Linked DNA regions of Mus musculus: regions 2 and 3 are each linked to region 1. A link is a contact called in public Hi-C and HiChIP or PLAC-seq data. All regions are on one chromosome and are shown on one strand. Each heading gives the region's core, a stretch centred on a gene start, on an enhancer-like site or on the middle of the called end of the contact. The rest is flanking DNA. Distances are from core to core; before and after follow the strand shown.

The links. Hi-C and Micro-C count contacts between places; a contact is called where the count stands out from the background. HiChIP or PLAC-seq counts read pairs in DNA pulled down with a chosen protein or histone mark.
Region 2: a contact with region 1 is called in an H3K4me3 HiChIP or PLAC-seq map of the 230-238 cell line, with 20 read pairs. The contact joins the promoter of Tcf24 here to the enhancer-like site in region 1. A contact is called at or near these places in 3 of 39 promoter capture datasets (the C10 cell line, cranial neural crest and embryonic stem cells), 1 of 15 datasets of contacts at CTCF or cohesin (the NIH/3T3 cell line), 4 of 484 Hi-C or Micro-C datasets (embryonic stem cells and regulatory T cells), 5 of 115 datasets of contacts at active chromatin or transcription factors (the 230-238 cell line, effector CD8 T cells, embryonic stem cells and 1 more) and 5 of 9 other capture datasets (adipose tissue, embryonic stem cells, liver and 2 more).
Region 3: a Hi-C map of bone marrow-derived macrophages shows a contact between it and region 1, with 2.3 times the contacts expected there. The contact joins two enhancer-like sites. A contact is called at or near these places in 2 of 15 datasets of contacts at CTCF or cohesin (the NIH/3T3 cell line and large pre-B cells), 32 of 484 Hi-C or Micro-C datasets (the 63-12 cell line, CD4 T cells, the CH12 cell line and 22 more), 6 of 115 datasets of contacts at active chromatin or transcription factors (CD8 T cells, bone marrow-derived dendritic cells, embryonic stem cells and 2 more) and 2 of 9 other capture datasets (adipose tissue and embryonic stem cells).

Annotation. Positions count from the first base shown.
Region 1 is chr1:9,857,750-9,860,517 of GRCm38.p6, forward strand. All of the region lies in intron 2 of Sgk3 (serum/glucocorticoid regulated kinase 3), which reads left to right. Among named protein-coding and RNA genes, the nearest start is that of Mcmdc2, 50 kb to the right of the region's middle. Within about 2 kb of position 1,427, at least 61 of the 459 cell types and tissues checked have an H3K27ac peak or open chromatin away from gene starts, as enhancers often do. A contact at or near this core is called in the 230-238 cell line, adipose tissue, bone marrow-derived macrophages and 3 more, where this site is marked.
Region 2 is chr1:9,966,436-9,969,203 of GRCm38.p6, forward strand. It overlaps Tcf24 (transcription factor 24), which reads right to left and starts at 1,375. Exons shown (of 3, transcript NM_001285425.2): 1 at 1,289-1,375; 2 at 664-1,082. The coding sequence starts at 1,050. It overlaps Ppp1r42 (protein phosphatase 1, regulatory subunit 42), which reads right to left. Exons shown (of 9, transcript NM_145692.2): 9 at 2,187-2,496. The coding sequence ends at 2,385.
Region 3 is chr1:9,768,438-9,771,205 of GRCm38.p6, forward strand. 1700034P13Rik (RIKEN cDNA 1700034P13 gene) reads left to right here. Exons shown (of 4, transcript NR_040462.1): 3 at 2,235-2,358; 4 at 2,523-2,768. Among named protein-coding and RNA genes, the nearest start is that of Gm39590, 6.4 kb to the right of the region's middle. Within about 2 kb of position 1,329, at least 40 of the 459 cell types and tissues checked have an H3K27ac peak or open chromatin away from gene starts, as enhancers often do. A contact at or near this core is called in bone marrow-derived macrophages, where this site is marked.

The DNA.
Region 1 (2,768 bases), core at 177-2,676:
CCAGGGACCTCAGACTGCACTTCCCCACCCCCAGAGCACATATCCCAGTGCCCGCCCGGCGATGGCATGGGGAACAAGCAGTCGTAACTCCTGCGTCCTGCCTCCTTGAAAGGCCCTAGCCCTGTAGTGGACCGGACGCAGACACCATTTTAGCCCACATGTGTGGCTGTCCATACTCCAGTGGGCCATATCACCAAAGAAAAATGGCTGTCTCTCAGCATTATCATTCTGCACTAGTTTCATGACCTCGGCACTGACACTGGATCAGATAATTTTCTTGCTGTGGGGAAGTCCTGTGCATATTAGATGCTCTGTGACATTCCTGACCCCCCCCCCCGCCCCTCCCCCCGAGTATAGACCACTAGAAACGTCTTCAGCTGTTGCAGAATCGCTCCCAGGTGAGAGCTGCTGTGTACTGTTTACCAGCTGCTGTGTTCCGCTGCTGTATCCGTTGTCCCTCTTCAGATCTGGCTGGTCTCCGACAGGTCTTCTTTCCTGACCCATTTCTTTCTGTCTTGTTGAATGTGCCTGTAGTAATGATGCCTGGATTGTAAGCTTACCTTTTCTGCTGTGAATTAGCATCTGATGATTTAGTCTCAATGGAGCCATGTCTCATATGCCAAGGCCGGTCAGCTGCCCCCAAGAACAACTGCAAGATGATCTTCAGTCCTGCTGCTAGAGTGAAGAGAAACCCCTTTCCTGTTATTACTATTATTGCTATTATTGCTATTATTGTTACTATTATTTGAAAAGCTAATACAATTGAACTTCCCCCAAACTTCCCATTTAGTCCCATGTGACCTGAACGACTTTTCCTGTTCCCCCCCCCACCACCACCCCCCTTTTTTGGACAGGCCTCTTCATTCTGCTCTGTTTAGTGTGATCAGAGGACACTTCTGTAGAATTTGATTGCTTGGCTTTTATGGAATAAAGAAGAATTGAATTTCTAGTAAAAATAATGTTACTTTTTCCTAATTTTATTTTTGACTACTTAAAAGTAAGTTCACAAAAGACAGGCACGGTGGCATGCTCCTGGAGAGCCCTGACTACTTAGGAGGCTGAGGTAGGTAGGGCTGTTGGAGCCCAGAAGTTCAAGACCAGCCTGGGCAGCATAGAAAAAGCCTGTCTCAAACCAAAAAAGAAAACAAAAACTTCACAAGTCTTCTCCATTTATTCCTGAATATGTATATATGTATTGACGAGATAGTGTGATACATGGATTAAAAACCTCCAACATCCGACCATCTTGGTTTAAATCCTGTAATCTAACACTTATCCCTGCACATAAACTTAGGCCATCTAGACCTGCCACAAATCAGTTTTGCCTTTACTATATCAAGTGAAATGCTGTTGTACATACATAGTGACTCAAATAGTGCCCTATTCATTTCCTGTTCCTGTTTTCAGTACTTGGATGTGCACAGAGAACTGTTCAAACTCTTCCCAGGCAGAGTACCAAACCGAGAACCAAATGGGCAGTAGCTGTTGGCAAACGCTGAGGGGCAGCAGCTGTCACTCTTCTCCTGACACTCATCAGAGACACCTCAAACCATCCTTCCCTCCAGCGTCATTTCTATCTCTGTTGAGTGTGACAAGGCAGGGACTAGGGCAGCTCTCCTCTTTATAGCACCTTTTTATAGAGTAGGTGTCAATAAAAATTGGCAGTCCTTGCGGGTTTCTCTCCAGACATGAAGTCTGGGTTGTTTTGCTCATGGCTCAGTGGAGGCAGTGTCATCTCTCACTTGAGACAGGACATCCTGTCTCTGAGCAGCGAAGCCTAGGGAACGATCTGCATAGGTGTCCACAGTGTTCTGCTGTTTCTTGTTGACTGGGACAATGAAGCTAATGTCATCAGTGTGGTGGATCAGTGTGATGGCCTGTGGAGGTCCCTCTAGAGCAGTGGTTCTCAACCTTCCTAATGCTGTCACCCTTTTATACAGTTCTTCACGTTGTGGTGACACCCAACCATAAAATTATTTCTGTTGCTATTTCATAACTTTAATTTTGCTGTTATTATGAATTGTAGTGTAGATATATAATGTACAGGATATCTGATACATGACCTCTGTGATGGGGTCGGTCATCCCCACAGGGGTTGAGACTCGCTGGTTGAGGACCACTGCTCTGGAGTCTAGACCATACCATGACAGCAGTGCACACATTAGCCCTCTGGTATGACAGTGAACAGTAGGTACTGCTGTTTCTGTCATGTGACAGCATCTCTGTGTCTCTCACTGATGGTAGAAGAGATGTTTATCGGGTCACAAGCCATATACTTGTCATCAGGGATTATCCTAATAGTCACCGACCCAACATACCTCATCTGGAGTTACTTACGGAATTAGTAGTTGCCACCTGGTTAGAGTTTGGCAATCCATAATCATGTCCCAAAATGTTTTTGGCTCTCACCCAGTTAAGCAGGCAGTGTAAGTGCAGATATGATAGGATTCAGCAGTCCCGATTCATCAGCTTTTTCATAGTGATACTGATTTCTGAAATCACAAGCAAGAGTGTTTTTTGGGCAGAGTACTTTTTTTTTTTTTTTTTTTTTTGGTAGTGAGAGTAGAGTGGTTGGTTATAAGGGCTGTAAGCCAGGAACCAAATGGACAATCGCTGTTGACAAGCTATGCGTCAGTAGCCTTCCTCCTCCCTTGATGCTTGTCAGAGGTTTCTACAAGGCTCTTTTCTCCCGTAATAGCTGTTTTGGCAGGATGAGGATCCAGTGTGGGGATTTGGCAAGATAGAAGATAAATCTGTTTCCATTGGAC
Region 2 (2,768 bases), core at 125-2,624, 110 kb after region 1:
CACTCATGACCACTTCACATATACGTAAAGAAATCATGCAAAATGGTTTCTCTTGGCTAATCTGAATACAGACCAATTCACTCAACATACAGGCAATCTAATATGACAGTTAATGGAAACATGGGTTTTCTTCTAACATTCTTGGTGGCTGTATATTCCACTAGATTTAACTGTGATTGAAATTTTACTCTATGGGGATGCTGAATGCTCTCATTTGTTTTTAATGATTTTGGCAGGTTTTTTTTTTTTTTAATAATTACTTTAGGGGCCAAGAATTAGTTCCATGATTCCGTTTAATTCATGAAGCTTTTGGATTAGCTCAAGAAAAAGACAGTAGGAATGCAACTATTTAAGTTAAAGACACTTGACACTCGAAGGCATGAATGTAACTTAGTTGTTACCAGGTAGTCAGAAGGTACAACAGCCGACCTATTTTTCACCCTGAAAGACCGAAAATCTTTACCAAGCTTGAGAAATTTGTGTGCGAGTCCAGGTAGAATTAAACGCTCCAGCCTCTAGATTGCAAACTGTTAAGAAGCAGCCTCTTGCAGTGGGGACCTTGTCACCATCGCCCAGGTGGCTGGGAGGAATGCCAGATCCGTGGGATCTGCTCAGGCGGTGACAGTGTGGCTCGAGGGCTCCTAGCCCAGAAGAGTCGCCTACCTTAACTGGGTGCAGATAGCCGTCGCCTCGCAAGGCGCCCAGACCGGGGTCTCCGGGCGCGTCGGTGTCGTCCTGCAGGCTGCGGGTGAGGTGGGCGATGTAGGTGGTGGCCAGCAGCAGCACGTCCAGCTTGGACAGCTTGGTGTCTGGCGGCACCGACGGCAGCGTGCGCTGCAGCTCCAGGAAGGCGTGTCGCAGGGTTTGCACTCGGCTGCGCTCCCGCGCGGCGTTCGCGGCGGCTGGACGGCCACCCCCGGAGCGCGCCGCGACCCCGCTGAGGCCTGTTGGCCCGGTCCCGGTCGGTCCTGGGCTCCAGTCGCGGGCGGCGGCGGGCGGCGCGGCGGACTCCGCGCTGCGTGGGCTGCTAGCGGGACGGCCGCGCTCCATGGCGACTCCGGCTCCGATTTCCCCGGCGTGCACTGCAAAGGAGCGGGCGGCCGTGAGCCCCGGCCTCGCGGCCTCGCCCTCGCCCTCGAGTCCCCAGGTGCTGAGCTGCTCCTGAAGGCGCCCAGGGCTCAGGCTCCGGTCCCCGCTGACACACCCCGCCCGCCCGCCCGCCCGCCCGCCCGCCCGGGGAAACGGGGCTGCAGGACTCGGCCTCACCTCGGACTTGGCGTCACCTCACCTTTCCTCCCCCCACCGCAGCGGCCGTGCGGGGTTCGGCTGAGCAGGGCTAGGCGGCCAAGGGCGTCGAGCGGGTGGGTCACTCCATCCTTGTCCAGGCTCTGCGCCGCCTTTTATGTGGGCGTCCGAAGCCAGCAAAGCCACGTCGGGCCGAGAGGGTCTCCCACCCGAGCCCTTGGGTTAGGGGCAGCGGCGTCCCGGAGCCGCCCCCTCGGCGGATAGACTCATCAATCAAACCGCTCGGGGGTGGGGCGGACGCCTGGCCCCGCCCCCTCTGGCCGGAAGGTTGAGAGTAGTTTACGGTGGTCCAGCTGGGACGGGACCCGGGGGTTTAGTACAGCGGGACTTCAGGAGCAGAGCCGTCGCGTGTGCGTCCCCGTCCGCCTTTAATTCTACAAGGTGAAGATTCTTGCAGTAGAAGCCTTTCCTCAGTACACCGTGACCTAGAGACCCGCCACCGCCACGGCCGCCTTCCGGCCTCGGCACCCGCTCGCCCACAGGCTCAGGCTGACCCCGGCGCCGGCGGGACTCAGTGCTGCAGCCCGTGGCGGACGCGGTTCTCGCCGCAGCCCAGCCAGATTCTCTGAACCGGGATAGGAATCAGCGCGGTTTCCTCTTTGCAGGTTCTGAGTATCAGATATGAAATGTCACTGAGGGCAAGGCTAGTTTATAGATTCGCGAACATTTCGCTGCAGATTTCTAACTTTCCACGTCGGGAATACCAAACAGTAAGATAGCAACGCAGGACTTTTTATACCACGATGGACCGAAACGTGGACTTGTCAGTGAATCACGGTGATTCTAAGACTGTAATGGGCTTTAGGCTTTAGAACGCACACTCAGATTTCCTTGATTCAAAAGGACTTGTGTTGAATAAGAAACCACATAATACGAAACCACATTTTATTTCCTGGCAAATTTTATTTAATAGCTAATAAAGTAAATAGATCCCAGAATTCACGCACATAAAGCAAAGTCTCAGATTCTATAAAGAAACAAATCAAACAACTTACACACCGAGATAAGTGAAGTCCACAAACCCTCAAAACATGCTGTTGCCTAGTTCTATGAAGAAATCAAATCACTCGAGGCTGAATTTACTCCTTTTTCTCAGACAAATTTTCCTTTACTTTTGGATTTTGGAGAAGGTGAGGTTCATGGATATCGTTTTTTGTTAGCGAGCTTTCAGATTCCTTCAAGGACAGATTCCTGTATTTACAAACAAAAACACACCAGCATTTAATTGACATGCAGAAAAAGGTGATAAAGTACCCAGGACACACTGTTGGTAGAAAAGGTTCATAACTATCCAGGCTTCCCTGCTTTGAGAGGCACACAGACAGAGGGAGGTTAGGTGGGCTGTGGCTGTGCAGAGACGCCTGGACACATCTTTCTAGTTAGCCTGTTGCTCTCCTGGACAGCACCGGCTGGCAGCAGAGCAGGTGTTGCCCAACAGTGTGTGAGAAGACTGAGGTTCACAG
Region 3 (2,768 bases), core at 79-2,578, 89 kb before region 1:
ATTTGATTCCCAGTTGGTGGATTGCCTAGGGAGGATTAGGGGGTGTGGCTTGGTTGGAGGAAGTATGTCACTGGGAGAGGGCTTTGAGGTTTCAAATGCCCAGGCTAGGCCCAATCTCAGTTTCCCTCTGCCTGCTGCCTTGGATTAGGACGTAAGCTCTTTTGAGGGGCAGTGGCTGAGCACTGGCAGCCTGGTCTCCAGTCAAGCATAGGTCTTGAACCCCAGAGCCCCGATGGCCAGAGATTTCCACCTGCATGGGACGGCAAGAGTTCAGCCATGTCTCCTGAGCACCTGGCTCCTGTCACGTAGTTACCATCCTCACAGCCCCCACCTCCCCACCCCTACCAAGTGGGAACTACCCCCCACCAAGTGAGAACTACCCTCTCTCCCTGCCCTTTCCTCCCTTTGGCCCTGGGACTGACCGAGCTGACTGAGCCGCACCCCCTGGGGGTGGGAGGCATTCTGTTCTCAGCTATTCCGTAGTATCCAGCATGGAATGCCCAAGGCTGAGAACCTGGAGCCTAGGGCTGCCCTTTGTCCACGCCCCCACTCCCCACCCCCCACCCCAGGCCGAGCTGGAATTCTGTGGCTTCCCACAGGCAGACACCCACCCTGGGCTGCGGAAAGCGTGCAGCAGTCTGCCCGCCCAGAGCACTGGAACTCTGGTTGGACACCAGTTCTCTTCCACTCCCCTTTATCTCCCCGCCACCCCCCCCCGCCCCCGTGGCCACTGGCCCCCTCCCCACCCCCCGCGCGCACTCTTCCCAGTTCCTCCACTCCTGCTACTTTGATACACTCCACGATGGTCATGGACTTTCCCTCTAAAACAGTAAGCAAGCACCCAATTAAATGCCTTTTTTAAATGTATAAACTGCCTTGGTCATGGTGTCCCTTCCCAGCATAAAGCATTAACCAAGACAATTCTCTACTTTGTCTCCCAACCCCTTGGTTATTTGCTTTTGTTTCTTTTTTTTTTTTTAAATAAATTCTTTATATATTATAAATAATAATCCTTTGTTACAATTGAAGATATTCTTTTTGTAAGTCATTGTTTGAGACAGGGTAGCCTATGCTGGCCTTGAACTTGCTGTGTAGTGTTGGTATATCAATTTACTATTTTTTTTTTATTATTTTTTTTTTTTTTTGGTTTTTCGAGACAGGGTTTCTCTGTATAGCCCTGGCTGTCCTTTTATTGGATTCTTATACCTCTGCCTCCCTTCCAACCTTTTTCCCACCCTGATCCCTTCCGCCTCCACAGTAGTTAGGAGGAAATGAAGGTTAGAGAGAAAGGGGAATGCACACTACTCTAGGCCACTTCCTGTTGAATAGGGACGTTGAGCAATCCCAATACTTGTCAGAATATTCAACAGTGCAGCAAACCAGTAACTGAAGCAAACACAGCAGCAAGGAGAGCAGCAACCCCCACAGGCCCTCTCGGGGTCTCTCATTTGTATCTTCTCTGGAATCCCCAGAATTGAACTATCTGCAGCTGGCAAAAATCACAGCCCTGTTAGTACACAAGGCAAATCGTAATCGCCTGCTATATGCAGCCTCTTACCCCACACCTGGGATTAACCAAAAACATATTCATGTAACTGGGTTTTTTAAGAAACCAAAGTTTTCACTACAGTGTAGCCAAGAATCCTAATATTTTTGCTCTGTCTCCCAAGTTTTGGGAACACAGGTGTGTGTCACCATACTTGGATTACTTTTAAAACTGTTATTATTTACAGTGTGTGTGTGTGTGTGTGTGCGCGCGCGCGCGCGCGCGCACATGCGCGTGCATGTTTACCTGTGCCCATGAACACCAGAAGAAAGTATGGGATCCCCTGGAGCTTGGGTTCCCAGAGCCTTGTGCTGATAACGGCACTGGGAAAGCACTTGGGTCCTCTGGTAGGACAAGTACTTTTAAGCACCGACTTCTCCAGCCCCTATTTTGGCTTTTTGATACGTAGCTTTAACTGACCTAGAATTCCATTATGTAGGACAGGATGGTCTGGAACTGTGAGCATACACATCTCTGCCACCAAGCACTGGGTTTACAGGTGTGGACTACTACACCCTGCTCATCTCTTTATTTCAGTATGTTGTCTTGTACAGTGTGGAAATTATGTTGGTGTTGAGGGGAAGGTATAAGTGAATCTTTACTCCATTTAATTCATTTTAAAATGTTTGGCAAGCCTATATATCAACCCCCTAAATGTGAAATCCTTTTTTCTTCCCCGGGCATGCAGTGATGCCCAGCCCAGCCCACAGGACACCTCCCCGCTCCAAGCCCTGTTCCTTACATGCTGTCATTGCTGAACACGGCTAGCCTCTGGGACTCCTGAGGAGAAGAAAATATGCAAGGAAGAACAGGTTTGAGCTCAAGGTGTTAAATCTCTGGATCTGGCCAATCTGTCGTTTTCTTCATGGCCTTCTGTCAGCCTCAGAAAGTACTTTCCTACCCAAAGTTCATTAAAAATATTTGTTTCTATTCACTTTAGAAATAATTTCATGATTTTTTTCTTTTTGTATTACAGGAGACATTTAGATCTTAAAATACCAGAAGTCTGAAGATAGCAAATTATCTCTGAGATGTTTATCTTCTCTCAACTAATTTGAAATGCTACTTTGAAAATGTGTAAGATCTTGTATATGCACCAGTCTTGGAATATTTTCTGGACTCTGCCCCATTTCTGATTTTTTTAGTGTCTTATAGACCAAGTCCTATTTCATAACAAGTTTCTTAGTTATTTGTCTGTTGTTCTGAGACAGGATCTTACTAT